Linked DNA regions of Mus musculus: all the other regions are linked to region 3. A link is a contact called in public HiCAR-type and HiChIP or PLAC-seq data. All regions are on one chromosome and are shown on one strand. The core of a region is the stretch at or near the end of the contact, and the rest is flanking DNA. Distances in the headings are between cores, read along the strand shown.

Region 1 (2,700 bases), core at 95-2,594, 560 kb before region 3:
TTGTTCCGGATGGTTGTGAGACTCCATGTGGTTGCTGGGATTTGAACTTAGGACCTCTGGAAGAGTAGTCAGTGCTCTTAACTGCTGAGCCATCTCTCCAGCCCCCTAATTAAAATATTTTTACCTGTATGGATTATTTTTAAAGAATTAAGAGGCAACAACAAAGCACACACAGCTGATTCTCATTGTTCATGGCCATCCATGAGTTTGTTGAAAATTGAATTATTGAAAATGTGTTTATTTTTGTATGCACATGTGCATGGATGTATGTATTATGTACATGCAAGTAGCTGTGGAGGTTAGAAGAGGGAATCAGATTCCTTGGAGCTGAAGTGACAGGCAGTTATGTGTATTTTAGAATAGAACTCTGGTCTTCTTCAAGAGCAACAGGTACTCTTAACTATTAAGCTAACTCTCTAACTGTAAGTGTGTTTTTCCTTAAAGACATAGTTGATATGAATTATTGTCTCTGTAAAACTAAATACACGGACACCTAGCTCACGTGTGCATTTCCATAGTCACGGCATAGTCATTATTTTTGCACAACACTAGATAGGATTTTAGCACTGTGTTAAGGCCCATGTTAAACAGAAAAATAGACAAGAAGAGCACACAGTGGGGACAATGTGAAACACAGTGGGGACAATGTGGCACTAGTAGAGTGGAACTGAGATCTATCTTTTTATGGAAGAGAAGTACAATCAGAAAATGAAAGCGTATTCTTCAGAAGCCTCAGCTGTAGTGTATGGAAGATGGCTTCAAATTCTCTGCACAGCGCTGTACACACTGTCGACAAACAAGCACATGGATTCTGGGATATCATTTTGGAGTTAAATACAGGTTTTAAGTAGGTGAGTTGTCAGGGGTAATTTTCACAATGAAGACTCTATTTGAGTTAAATGTATGCTCCTGAATACCATTGGTAACTGAAGGAAAGTGCCATCAAGACACTTAACAAATGCACATAAATAGTCATGGGAGACTCACATAACTGTAATTAGTAAATACACAGAAACAATAAATTTAACGATTAAGAATCTGGAGTTTTCCTGTAATGTCTCCATTTAGTTCAGTTGTTTTACAAAGAAATCATGTGAGGAAAATGTTTCTGAGAGTGTAATGTCAGGGTTGAGAGTTTTGAGCTATTTTACATTTCTGCTAGATAGTTACTACAAATGTGAACAAAGATGAGGGGCAATATAGGTTATCTTATCTTGATAAGAATCAAGTGTCTTTTAAGTGAAAAATAAATTAAAAATAAGGAGGATGAATGTTCGGGAAGGAACCACACAAACAATGTAAGCCCAAAGCCACCAGTGAGTAATGGACAAAGGTCACAATTTTTGGATACAGAAGTTAACAAAAAGAGCCTCTGTTTACTAATGACAAGCAAGCCTGGCACTCAGGGCTAAATGTCAGAGCCTTTGTTTCCTTTTCCGTTTTGTGCTGGTTTCAATTGGTACAGAATCCCATTTGTAGGAAATACCAACGCAGTTGACTAAAAATAGGATTCTGAAAATGTTTAATCATGAATATAAATCTAAAAACATTCGGGAGTATAGTGAACTGAAGTCAGAGTCTTGGAAGGACTTAGCTCCCTTAGAATTTCCTAACAATATAGTAATGAAACGGAATGCTAATTTTTAACTTATTTCTCATAATAGCAAAACTGGTCAGCTTGCTTTGTAAAAGAGGAACCAGAAAATGACTTGTGAGGAAATCAAAGCACTAAAGGATCTGGGCCAAACTGCTTAGTTTCATCTAGAAAGTATTTACCAAGTCATTACAAAGATGCCATTGTTATTTCAAAATAATAATATGCAGAGGTTAAATAATACATCATCATCATGTCTATTTCTGTGATGAGGTAGAAGCTGAACAGCATGCCAAGAAGCACAGTTCCAGAGCCCTTTCCCTGCACCTTAGGTGGAGCATGAAGTTCTTTTACCCTAATGGAAGCAAAGAAAGAAGAAAAACAATTCTGTATTAGTGAATCTTTACTTACAGTTTAAGGAGCACCATGGAAGTTGTAGAAGCTATTGAATTTGAGTTGACTATAGAGACGCTCAGAGCCCTACAAATAATCTAGGGGACCTAGTAGAGTCTGGATTGCTAGTCAAAATGAGACCTGAAAGATAAATATTGATTGAACAGGTGAAAACTCTGTCTGTCTGTCTGTCGCTCTATCTCTCTCCCTCTCTTTGTGTGTTCTCTCTCTTTGTGTTCTCTCTCTTTGTGTTCTCTCTCTTTGTGTTCTCTCTCTCTCTCTCTCTTTCACTGTGTGTGTGTGTGTGTGTGTGTGTGTGTGTGTGTGTGTGTATGTGTGTGTAGGGGCTTGAGTTGTCAGGGAAATCTCTATACCTTCATACCTTCTTCTTACTTTTACTGTGAACCTAAAATTGCTCTAAAATAGTAAATATTTTTAAAAAGTGTTTGATGGCAAAGAGAAACACATATTCTATGTATTGTGTTATCCTGGGTCAAACAACATCATGGATGAGTACATAAATGTATTTCTAGTACAGATATACTTTACATATTTGAATCTACTGTTGCCTAATTCCAATGACACACTAGAATCAAACACACATACACATACACACTCAGACTTACAGTGCTCTCATGTTATCAATATTCCCCATCAGAATTTCCTCCCGCTAATGAGTATACCTGGACATAACAAAGCCACAGAGATGATGT
Region 2 (2,700 bases), core at 114-2,613, 870 kb before region 3:
TTTATTGTCTTTGTCTTTGTCTTTGTCTTTGTCTGTCTTTGTCTTTGTCTTTGTCTTTGTCTTTGTCTTTGTCTTTGTCTGTCTTTGTCTTTGTCTTTTTCTTTTCCTCCCCTCCCCTTTCCTTCCCCTTCTGTTCCTTCCTTTGATCCTTCCATCCTTTCTTCCCTCCTTTTTAAGTTTTAGAATTAGTTTTTATCACTGTTAGCTATTAACCTGTTATGGTGGTAACAAGGGGACATTAGGAACACCAGGAAAAGAACATTTTAAATTTAGGAGTAGGCAGTTTCGTAATAATCAGGGTTTGTAGACTTAGAGTGCTCCTGTTTTTTATGTCTGTCGTTTTGATTGACCTAGGTAGGCATAGCATCCCTCTGTCTACTGTCCTTCTCATGGGCTAAGCACTTTTTCCTGCTGAGAGAGGGATAACTCTAGAGTAGTGGAACACCCCGAGCTTGTTGTGTTACCTCTCAGTGAGTTGATTAAATATTTTCTTATATTTCAGAATAAGAGAAGGTGGAACAAAAACCTATTGTGAGTATAAAAGCTATTGTGAGCATAGAGGAGGAGGTGTAACCCAGGAAAATGGGATAGAGAGGCACTCATTAGCACATTGCTGATTTCCTGAGCGCGTTGAAAAGTCATCTTATGTGTTCATAAGCAGCTTTGCAGAAGTAGTGAAAGGACCACCACGCCTTACTGTCACTGTTTTCTGTATATTGAAACCGGTAGGTCAGTGTTGACTAACTTCTTTCCAAATCAGTAAAATGTGTTTTTCAAATACTGTGGTGTCTTAAATTTGTTCCTCTTCATCTATGTAGTGAACAGATCACCCTGAGTCAATGGGTTGTGTGTTTTCAGGGAAATGGGTCTTTCCAGCAGTCTCTGGAAAGACTGTAAGAGACTGGCTTAGAGCCACACGTCTCTGAGCACCTGGGTGCAGCCGGGATATGATTTCACAGCATGTTTATAACTCAACTGATTTCCAAACACTTGCTGGTTTCTTAAAGGACGCGTTTGACTAGGTGACTTCTTGAACTGGGGTCAGGCATTATTATGATTTTTTAAGCTGTTTAAAGGTGTGTGGGTGGTTATCAGCGTCACTCCTCATCACCTGCCCCTTCCATCCCAAAGCTAACATTTCCTGTCACACCCTCAGAACAGGTGAAGCACAGGATGTGGGGTGGGGGAGGGGCACCCCGGTGTTTACTTGTTTCGATCATTAGCTGGCTAGGAAGTGTACAGGACCCTGGGAGGTGACTGAGACATTTGCCAGACTCTCCAGATGTGCGAGAGTCCTCTCACCCCTGCCTTAGAAGGAAAAGGCCCCTCTGGAACTGGGCCATGTTCACAGCTTCTGCAGCTGCTGAGCCCTAGGGGCTGGAGAGAGCTCGGGACCCTGCTTTCTCCTCTCAGCAGCTGTGAGAGGAGTGTGGCTTTTTTCCCTCTCCCTCCTTTTGGGATTTCAAGTAATTAGAGGGAAAAAGTCACAGTTTTATTATTTGAAAAATTGTAAGACTCATTAAACTAGAAGATTTTTTTCTTAGATATCCAAGTTTCTGCTTTTGTAAGCAAGAGAATTAAAACTCAATAGAATAAGGAAGTGCCCGCAGTTACGAAGGAAATTTTGCATAGCGGCTGATGACTTTGTGTTGACTTCTCAATAAAAGTCTTAATTTAGCTGACACAGGAAATCTGATGTTTTATCATGTTACCTTTGTTATAATGTTACCGTGTATGCTATGCAAATGTTCTGCTTGTCAAATACAAATCGAATATTATTCCTGGAGCATTTTTAAGAGGAGTCCAGCTGCCATTTGCTCAGTGCGCCCATTTCTAACGACAGAGTTACTTTCTTTTATCCCTCTTCTGTATAAAATTCTCCTGCCTGCAGATCCCAAGTAGGGCTTGAATGGGAAGCACAGCGTGTCCTGGAGTTCCTAGAATGTGTTTCTCTCATTTTCTTTTTTTTTCCCCCAGTCCGGCTCCCGAGTGACCACACAGGGCCTCCGGAGGCAGTCCAGCATGCAGATGGCAGGCTAAGCTGTGGTGTGACTCTGTTCCACAGAAGTAGCCCTTCAGTTTTCTCTCAGACCTCAAGGGATGACCTCATGCCGTGTGGGCTGCAGTGCTGGGCGCTTGGCTCTGCCTTCTTTTCCTGCTGTGTCTGAGGCTCTGCCTACTTTTCCTGCTGTGTCTGCTTCCTCTGCGTGCTCCTTCCTATTTTGGTGTGAAGGGAGAAGGAAGGCATTCTTGCCTTGTTGTGATTTTTATGCAAGTCTCATTCACTAAGATGTTTTACCGTGATAGAGTCTTATGTCTTTACAGAGATATAATTGGACACCGGAATGAACATTACCTTGTTAATGTTATTAAAATTTCATTAACGACAGTTGTTAAAATAATCTTATTTGCTTAGTCCATGAATCTATATGGTTTCTGCTGTTTCACATTCATAACCTAATCAATTTATTTACTGATTAAATTCTTGTTTATCTTTTATTTAAATATGTCCAACTCTCTCTATATTTTGCAAGCATGTATACATATAATACATAAACATATACTTGTGTGTGTTTGTGATGTGTAATGTATCTGCTAATATGGGTGGGTGTATTTTGTGTGCAGTCTCATATGCATGTCAGCTTGTTCATGTGGAGGACAGAGATTGAGTTTGGCCATCTTTTCTTGACTGCTGTCCAC
Region 3 (2,700 bases), core at 80-2,579:
AACTTGCCCCTCCCCCACCCCTTGCTGGAAGGAGCCAACTTCTTAACTCTCTCAATTTAACTTTTTTTTTCAAACGCACACACAGGCACACAAATGTTTCGTGGGCCCATCTAGAGTCCAGGCGTCACCTACGTCTTCTATAAAGGCTACCTAGCCAAGGACGAGCTTAGACTTGTTTCTTCGCCCCCCTCCCCCAATCCTACCCCAGTATTCTTTAGAAGACCCTAACCTTGGAGCTGAGAGGAGGTGTATGCCAAAGATCTGAATTGGTCAGGGGATGGTGGCTGAGGAAGCCAGATGCAGGTCCCATTTGTCAACTGCTCTCAAATGCACTGACTCCACGCACTCTGATCTGTGCACTCAAAGACTGGAGGAGAACCCTCCTCAAAGGTCCCATTGACTGACCCTGGGTAAAACTTAATCCCAGTGCATTCAGGAGGAACCCAAAAAGGAAGTCTCAGAAGCTGCGAGAGCTGGCCTAACCCAGCAGCACTTTGAAAGCAGTGGAGGATGGAGCCAGGGCAGCTCCCCCGAGCATCTGGAGATGCCACTAGCGCCTAGTCTCCCCAAGCTGGAGCGCTTTCCACTGGCCCTCCATGGAATTCTTCGCGGAGCGTACAGTACTTCACTTCGTTTTCTGGCAATGCCTTGAGTCCCTGCTGCAAGCCTGGAGTCCCTGGCAAAGCCACCAGATTATAAAGAGCGACCTATGCAGCCCGTGCACTTCACTGAAAGCGACAGAGACTATAGAGGACATTGCCCTACAGATGGATACACTGAGTCCCACTTGGCACACAAGCAAGCCACCTTTCCTTCTCCCTCCAAAACTCCAAAGAAACCGCCAAACTCCTGTGCCACAGATCTATCTCGGGCACACTAATCAATCGCTTCCAAAGCCAAGCAGCCCCTGCTGGGCATTCTGCCAGCCCCGGGTTAAGGTGCAAGCAAGAAGCCACTTTCCCCAGTTATCTTTGGGAAAGGGCGCGAGGGGTGGGGGTTGGGGTGGGGAACAGAAGCCAGACTGACCTGAGCCGGAGGTGACAGAGGGAGCGGGCGTCCAGCAGCCTGCGCGTGGGACCCCCCGGGCCTGGGAGGGCGCTGCGCTCCGGGAGCACCTGGCGGCCGCCGGTGTGGAAAAGGCGATGGGAGCACCCAGCAGCAGCGCCTAGTGCGCAGAGTGAGCGGAGGCAGGGGGACTGAATGCAGCTGCGGGCGGACGCGTCTGCAGCGGCCGCCTTTGCCGACTGGGAAGAGACTCCGCGCCGCGGGCTACTTAATAGAGGGCTGTTCCCGGCTCTCAGTTTACTCGGTTACGAAACGCCTGAGAAGGTGGAAGGCTGCCACGGGTGATGTATGCTCCTCGGCGGTGAAGGAGGTCTACTTTTGGGAACGTGTGCATACTTCGAGCATTCCTTCGGCGTGAGGTGGCGATCGCCGTAGTAGCAATGCCCCTCCGGGGGCGGGGAGGAGGGAGGGAGAGAGGGGGACAGCCGCAGCCGGGTTCCCTGCCAAGGGAGGCCGCGGACTCCTCCGCTTGGGGCGGGCTAGGGGGCTCGGGTTTCCCTAACCCAACGAGTTTCTTTAATACGTTTATTTTTCTAAAATAAGAACAATGGAGAAGTGGGGAACGGATCTTCGTTTCAGAGCAGCGGGATGGGCATCCCCTTTGTCCCTCACCATTGCATCTCCGGCCGCCACCGTCCCCACGTCCACCTTCCTCCCCCTCTGTCCTGGGTGCACTTAAAACCGATTTACAGGCTTTCCATTAACTAACTGTCTGTGCACGCGGCGGGCCTCTGTCTTTCCCAGTCTCCAAGGCGCGACTTTGAAAACTCCGACAGCCGCCTGCCTGCTCCCGGCTCAGGGCTAGGATGGCTTTCCCAGGCCTGTCTGTCTAACCTAGTTTTTCAGGATAGAGATGGGAGGCTTCGATTCAGTCTGGAGGGAGGGAGAGGAAAGTTATTGGTACCTGGGGGCGGGGGCGGCGGGGGCATCCCAACGGGACACTTAAGAACAAGTTTTATTCTCCTTAGAAATTTCTTGTCAGTTTAAGAGTAAAATCTGGCCCACGTTGGGGCTTCAGGCAGCTCTTCCCTAAAAAATTCCTAGAGGTGAAAAGGACGGAGAGGAGCTCGCTCGGGGACGCTCGCACGCAGGCGCGAGCTACTGAGAAGGCCAACTAGGAGCCGGATACTCCGCCAGCACACGGGCTCTTTTCTGCAGCTCCCCGGTTCCCGGCACTCCACCCCTTGGACGCAGTGGGAGTCTGGCACTTGAAGTTGCCAAATTGTACAAGACGCATGGGATGAAGTGTCCAGTAGTCACACGTTGTTATCCGGAAAGGGCTCGAAGACGGATTCCTACACGCGTTTGTGAGCTCAGAACTCGCTCCGCGAATTTCCCGCCCCTTGAAGCCCAGAGACGTCGCCTCAGCAGGGTTGGGCTAGTGGGTACTGGAAACAGGACAGGGCTCTAGACCCTGGAGTAGACCGCCCCTTGGTAGCAGAAGTTGCGAGCACACCTGACTTAAGCCTTTCTTCCATGCTTGATCTTACCTCTGCAGATTTGACTTCCCTGCTCTAGGCACATTAGTGTTGGAATTGACCAAAACTCTGCACGCTTTTTCCCAGTTCCCTTGCGCCTTGCCCCACGCACGGGCGGCCTCTGGCCAGAGCTAACCAGAGCAAGAGAGGAGCCTGG
Region 4 (2,700 bases), core at 137-2,636, 990 kb before region 3:
CAGGTCAGATGTTGTATCTAGTTGATATATAAAGGGGGAGGGTGGGTATTACAAGGAGTCCTTTGCACCCCTCCCCTGGCTATCAGAATATTGAAACAGTGGACACTAAAGAATTAAAATTTCCCTAGTGGTGTAGTGCTGGAGGGGGGAGGGAGATAAAGGCTGAAGGCCTGGTATAAAGCCAGAGGAAAGAGGTGCCTCCCAGGAAGGAGTTTTTCCTGGCTCCAGCATACAATTAGGACCATGTAGGACAAATGAAAGTTGAGAGAATGACCAGAGCTTGTGCAGGACTATTCCCGTGCATACTCCTGACCCTCTATTTAAATCTAAATGTCATGTCAGTTTATTAACTATAGACTTGTGGGGAGGGGCAGAATACCGGGCCCCTTTATTCCTCCTCTTCCCAGCGTGGCCACACTGAGTCAAGCTCTTTTCTCTGCTAGCCATGATGACTTGTCTCTTCAATAGACATATTGGAGTAGGTAGTTGAGTCTAGTTTTGAGAGGTTGCTAGAGTCCCAGCTTTTGACCTCAGACTTCCAGTAACACTGGCACCATGGTGACAGGATGTGGCTGGCATACCTACCCCAAGCTTCTCCAGCTCAACCCTGTAACCTTAGTGCCAGTGTTACTAGAAGTTTTAGGGCAAAAGCTGGGACTCTAGCAACCTCTCCAGCAATATGACTGAGAGTTCTCAGTCATATTGGAGGAACCTCTTTGTTTTGCATCCCTGGATGAGGAAACAGGGTAGCTTAAAAAAAAAAACCCTGACATCTATTCTGCTGATAATTGAATCCTTTCCCTAGCTTGCCTTTCCCACCATAGGTTCTGTCAGGATGCCTTAGGTCCAACACTGCTCCCACAGAAAGTTCCCTGAGATAGGGGAGTTCTGCATTAATTAAGCCTCTTGTCTGTTTTGTGAGAATGCCTGTGCCAGGGGCGGTGATATGGGAGGAGGGGCTCCCCTAATCATTTGGCTCAGTCCATTCCCCTGTATCTCAAGCACAAATGCGAGACTCAAGTCTGAAGTGCATATCTTGACTGGCTTCACCGTACTGCTCCTCCTATTTTTGCCTAAGGTCACCTTTGGTGAGCCTCTCACAGCCCATGTGAATCCAGTTCCATTTTAGGCTGTCGTCAGTTGCATTGAGGTGAGCTCTATTTAATGGTGCGACATAATATCTCTTGGGCAATCGTTTAAAATAGGAAGAGTTAGGGCTAGACTTCATGTTATGGTCAGAGATTTGAGCCATATAGCCATATAGAAAACCTTTCTATTGCTGTCTTTCATTTATTCATGGGGGAGTGCAGCAGTGAGTTTAGCTACACTGCTTTGTGCTCCCAGTGGGTTGCTTGCTTCCTGCCACCTGCCCAGGAACTCTTTAGATCTGCAAATGAAAGACACCCACACATTAGCTTAGTTTTCGAAATGCCTTAGCTAGCTCAAAGGCTGGGCAGTTCTAACCCTCTGCCTGTCTATCATAGATTTCCATCTGGTACTCCTGACTCAATACCCTCTAAATCTATGATCTATCTTTGCTGCCCCTTCTTTTGAGCGGCCCCCTAGTCTCTGCTGCCTAAGACGCTTCTGGGCAGTCCTTGCAGGGGCCACATTCCTTCTCACCTACATTTCAGATGATTTTTCTTTTGCAGCTCTAAATCTCACCTGTCTCCCTCTGAAACCTGGTGATTCTTCCCCCCCCCCCCCCTCCTCTCTCCTGCATCCTAGCCCATACAAATCTAAGAGTCCCGCCCCATCTCACTTTGCCCAACCATTGGCTGTTGTCATCTTTATTGATCGATGAAAAACCAAATGGGGACAAGGACCTTCAGCATGTGGACACGCAGAGTCCCGATTAAATCAAAGCATTAGAACCAATCCCCAACATTTGGGAGTGCCAAATGAATGGAATAAACTCCCCCCAGAAAGGAATATGTAGCATATACATTGATTATGGATAGAGAGAGTGTTGGTTTTGGAGTGTATATAAGGGTTTGGGAAGCTAATTCAGCCATCAGGTTACGATTAGTCGCCTGAAGGTAAACTTCAGGCTGGGATGAGGGTGGCAGTGGGGGTGGGGGGTGTCACTGGATCCCTTTATTTGTTCCTCTTCCCAGTCTTCCCACTATCAGCAGTTAGCTTTTGGGGGCTGGCCAGAGTCCAAATGGTGCAAATTCCCAGTGATCTCCTAATGAGCCACAGCTTACATTTCCCAAGTGAAGTAAGGGGTTCTGGCTGAAACCCTGCCCCTCATAATTCACCCCAGAGGAAATAGGGATGGGATAGGTTTTGTCTCAGCAAGTTTTCTTGCTTCAGTCTCTTCAACCATTTATAAATCATCACTGAAAGATTTTATTTAACTCATTTCCTTTTCTTTCTCTTCCTTCCTTCCTTCCTTCCTTCCTTCCTTCATTCTTTTTCCTGAACTAATTAGAAGGGAAACATCTGAAGAAATGAATTCTGTTTTGCTATTGTTTGTTTGGAAAGGAAAAAAAAATCCACTTGCTAGTTACCAACAAAATAGATCCAATGAAAATGTGAGCATTGCTTATGACTAAGGTGTCAGGCCTAATGCTAAAAAAGATTCAGAATTAGAGAACCCATATCAGACAACAGGGAGTTTGTAAAGATGGCCCTCCTTACCCAGAGACAGAGGCTGGACCATTAGGACAGGCTCCTCCTGAGTGCCCCCATCTCACA
Region 5 (2,768 bases), core at 89-2,588, 840 kb before region 3:
TGGTGATGTCCTGTGAACCTTGTTACTTTTATCTGCCAAGGGTGAGAAAGGGTTGGAGCGGGAGGGGTTGTCATAGAAACCTTCCATAACTCTCCCTTTCAACTGAGTATCTGTAGTCACAGTAAAAGTAGCCTCCTCCCTGTTCTTCACTGTCAACAGGAGCATGGGTCTTAGGCCTCTACACACAAATCTCTCTCTCTCTCTCTCTCTCTCTCTCTCTCTCTCTCTCTCTCTCTCTCTCCTTTACATCATGCTCATCCCTCTGGTCACCCCCATCCTTCCTTCCAGCCCCCTCCCCTTCTCTTCTGAAAAGGTGGGGACTCTCTGGGTATACCCCAACTCTGCAGGGCTAGGTACATCCTCTCTCACTGAGGTCAGTCAAGGCAGTCCAGTTAGAAGAACATATTCCATGGACAATAAATCGTTTTCTTAAATGGTCAGATAGTAAAAATTCTAGTCTTTTCAGACCTGGAGGAAAATTGAGTATATCAAGGGTGTATATTATATTATGGTTGGCCAATAAAGCATTGTTTGATACACACACACACACACACACACACACACACAAAGACTTCCCATATACTATTTGGAACATAGTCTTAATTAGGAATAAATTATTTGTTGCTGATCTGAAAATTACCTTTAACTAAGCATTGTATATTTTGTAGAATAATGTAGTCACCCTAACTGATAGAATCATTTAAAATGTAACTACTTGAAAAGCTGTTCTTAGCTCCCATGCCACAAAATCACTTGGCTGTCATTTTGGTTGTGTAGTTTGTTGACCTCTTGTAATACTCAGGGTTTGGTTTCAGTAGCTGGAAGCTGCTTTCAGATGGGGATAGAATATAGGGATTTTAGGGCTTGTTAAATCCCCAGAGCAGCCAGAGGAGGAGACTTTACACTGTGTCTGCCGGAACGAGCCCCAAACCACATGCCAGAATTGTCCTGCCAAGGACACAGCTATCTCAGCATCAGCATCAAGTGTTCTGTTGTTCAGTCCCAGGGAAATCTATTGGCTCCAAAAACATGCTTCATCATCTTCCCTGTGTTGGGAGAGCCACACAGTGTCTTATCTCGGGTACCAGCTAATTATTTCTCAGATGCTCCCCTCTCTCCATTTAATCCCATTCCGTACTGAAGTTCCATGCATGAGTATCTGAATGGCAGACACAGCTGAAGCATTGGCTGCGTGGGGTCTGTGAAACAGCTTTAGCTTTCTAGTTTTGAGCACATGGAAAGGAAATCTGGCCCAGAGCAGAACAGGCCTGGTGTTGAACAAGCCTGCTCATTGTGTCTGCCTCCCTTTTCAGCAGACTCCTTCAGTTTCCTCATTGTCTGTGCCAGCCAGCACCATCTGGGAGATTTTTGCCTTGCCTTTCCAAAAACATAGGTCAGCTCTGTAGTGCGGAGACCATGAGCATGAATTTCCCCTCCATTCTGGATTGTTTATTTTGGTCAAAACAAGACCTTTGCTCCCAGGAATTTGCGAACTGCCCTTGGTAACCCCCCTCCCTCCTGCAATTTTGTCCCTTCATCATTGTGACTCCAGTCTTTCAGTTTAATGTTTAAGTATATTGTATTTCACAGTCCAAGACAAATCCACAAAACACCAGACACAAAGCTGAACTCAAGCAAAACCAACAAAATGAAGAATTCAAGTGAAGCATAAGATTGCTGTGCATAATTTATTCTTGACATAGTTGATTCACCAAAAATGCCATTCATACAGACGCTGGGGTAACTTGGTCTAAGTGTGAAGTTACCTCCTTTTCTACAATATCTCAGGATATCTTTTCAATGAATCTTTTGATGTTCTTTGTCAGAAGAGCTGGTCCTCTCCACTGCAGGACTAATCCTATGCCTGCAGTAGAGCTCTTTATAATCTCCGTATGCCTCATTATTTCAGCAAGCATTCCATCCCTTTTCAGTGCTGTTCTTACCCCCACCCCCACCCCCCGCCCTTTTTCTTGGTAGCTTTTTTCACCCTTCCAAACACCTGCATTTTTCCCAAGGGTTTATGCCAGTCTTTCAGCTTTGCATTCATTGAATTATCAATTTATTCACCAATTTATTCACCAAAGTTCTCAAATGAATGACTTTTTTTTTTTAACTTTTCCCCCTTTGTTTTCTAAAACCAGTTAGAAATGCTTTCTTCAAGGGTACATTTTGATCTCCTAATGAGTAAACAGTGTCCCTTTCTCAAGTGTGTTTTCATTTTTTTTGTTTTGAAGCAGCTGATGTGCTAGCATTACTGTGCTGACTTCACTTTGTCCATGCTGCTGCTGCTGCTGCTGCTGCAGTGCCCTGCTTCCTACTGGCAGGTATCACTGTTATATTTTCCCCAGTCTCTCCGTGTGTTACACTTGCACACTCTTTTCATTCCCTTTTCTCTCCTTTCATATTCTCATTTTCACTTCTAACGACCATTTGCCTGCACACATCTGTTGGATACTACATTAGGAGAGAGAGAGGAAAAAAATCCTCCCGAATTTGGTTCCCAGAAGTGTCTGTCTGCGTCTCTCATTGCTTAAATGGCAGACATCTAGGTCAGTTCTAAAACTCCCCGATCACATATCTTTCTGCTGTAGTTTTTCTCACAGACTAGACCCTAGCAACTGATATTCTCCAGCCACCCTACACCCTGTCAAGAATATAGTCATTTTATTATTAACATCCTCTATTCATCCTTATTCAAGTCTCATAATTATTCAGCCAACAGATCCTACTTATTCTTCACAATAGTTCCTGGTATGTTTCTGTATTTC

The links. HiCAR-type assays count read pairs that join an accessible place to other places. HiChIP or PLAC-seq counts read pairs in DNA pulled down with a chosen protein or histone mark.
Region 1: an H3K4me3 HiChIP or PLAC-seq map of stem cell-derived neural progenitor cells shows a contact between it and region 3, with 22 read pairs. The contact joins the enhancer-like site here to the promoter of Col12a1 in region 3. A contact is called at or near these places in 1 of 39 promoter capture datasets (frontonasal cranial neural crest), 3 of 484 Hi-C or Micro-C datasets (adipose-derived mesenchymal stem cells, cortical neurons and nephron progenitors), 11 of 115 datasets of contacts at active chromatin or transcription factors (craniofacial prominence, embryonic fibroblasts, embryonic forebrain and 7 more) and 2 of 9 other capture datasets (adipose tissue and embryonic stem cells).
Region 2: a contact with region 3 is called in an H3K4me3 HiChIP or PLAC-seq map of embryonic limb bud, with 6 times the contacts expected there. The contact joins the enhancer-like site here to the promoter of Col12a1 in region 3. A contact is called at or near these places in 8 of 39 promoter capture datasets (cranial neural crest, embryonic stem cells, frontonasal cranial neural crest and 3 more), 4 of 484 Hi-C or Micro-C datasets (cortical neurons, embryonic stem cells and uterus), 11 of 115 datasets of contacts at active chromatin or transcription factors (astrocytes, craniofacial prominence, embryonic basal ganglia and 8 more) and 2 of 9 other capture datasets (adipose tissue and embryonic stem cells).
Region 4: a HiCAR-type map of embryonic stem cells shows a contact between it and region 3, with 20 times the contacts expected there. The contact joins the enhancer-like site here to the promoter of Col12a1 in region 3. A contact is called at or near these places in 6 of 39 promoter capture datasets (the 3T3-L1 cell line, HPC-7-derived erythroid cells, embryonic stem cells and 1 more), 3 of 484 Hi-C or Micro-C datasets (the G1E-ER4 cell line, embryonic stem cells and hematopoietic stem and progenitor cells) and 13 of 115 datasets of contacts at active chromatin or transcription factors (craniofacial prominence, embryonic basal ganglia, embryonic forebrain and 8 more).
Region 5: an H3K4me3 HiChIP or PLAC-seq map of embryonic forebrain shows a contact between it and region 3, with 12 times the contacts expected there. The contact joins the enhancer-like site here to the promoter of Col12a1 in region 3. A contact is called at or near these places in 5 of 39 promoter capture datasets (the 3T3-L1 cell line, the HPC-7 cell line, hippocampal neurons and 2 more), 4 of 115 datasets of contacts at active chromatin or transcription factors (embryonic basal ganglia, embryonic forebrain, embryonic limb bud and 1 more) and 1 of 9 other capture datasets (embryonic stem cells).

The regions. Positions count from the first base shown.
Region 1 is chr9:79,153,602-79,156,301 of GRCm38.p6, forward strand. No RefSeq gene overlaps it. Among named protein-coding and RNA genes, the nearest start is that of Gm35024, 130 kb to the left of the region's middle. Within about 2 kb of position 1,345, at least 10 of the 459 cell types and tissues checked have an H3K27ac peak or open chromatin away from gene starts, as enhancers often do. A contact at or near this core is called in stem cell-derived neural progenitor cells, where this site is marked.
Region 2 is chr9:78,844,233-78,846,932 of GRCm38.p6, forward strand. No RefSeq gene overlaps it. Among named protein-coding and RNA genes, the nearest start is that of Gm39376, 60 kb to the left of the region's middle. Within about 2 kb of position 1,364, at least 31 of the 459 cell types and tissues checked have an H3K27ac peak or open chromatin away from gene starts, as enhancers often do. A contact at or near this core is called in embryonic limb bud, neural tube and uterus, where this site is marked.
Region 3 is chr9:79,717,393-79,720,092 of GRCm38.p6, forward strand. It overlaps Col12a1 (collagen, type XII, alpha 1), which reads right to left and starts at 1,330. Exons shown (of 66, transcript NM_001290308.1): 1 at 1,027-1,330.
Region 4 is chr9:78,731,080-78,733,779 of GRCm38.p6, forward strand. No RefSeq gene overlaps it. Among named protein-coding and RNA genes, the nearest start is that of Gm39376, 53 kb to the right of the region's middle. Within about 2 kb of position 1,387, at least 5 of the 459 cell types and tissues checked have an H3K27ac peak or open chromatin away from gene starts, as enhancers often do. A contact at or near this core is called in embryonic stem cells, where this site is marked.
Region 5 is chr9:78,879,218-78,881,985 of GRCm38.p6, forward strand. No RefSeq gene overlaps it. Among named protein-coding and RNA genes, the nearest start is that of Gm39376, 95 kb to the left of the region's middle. Within about 2 kb of position 1,339, at least 74 of the 459 cell types and tissues checked have an H3K27ac peak or open chromatin away from gene starts, as enhancers often do. A contact at or near this core is called in embryonic basal ganglia, embryonic forebrain and embryonic limb bud, where this site is marked.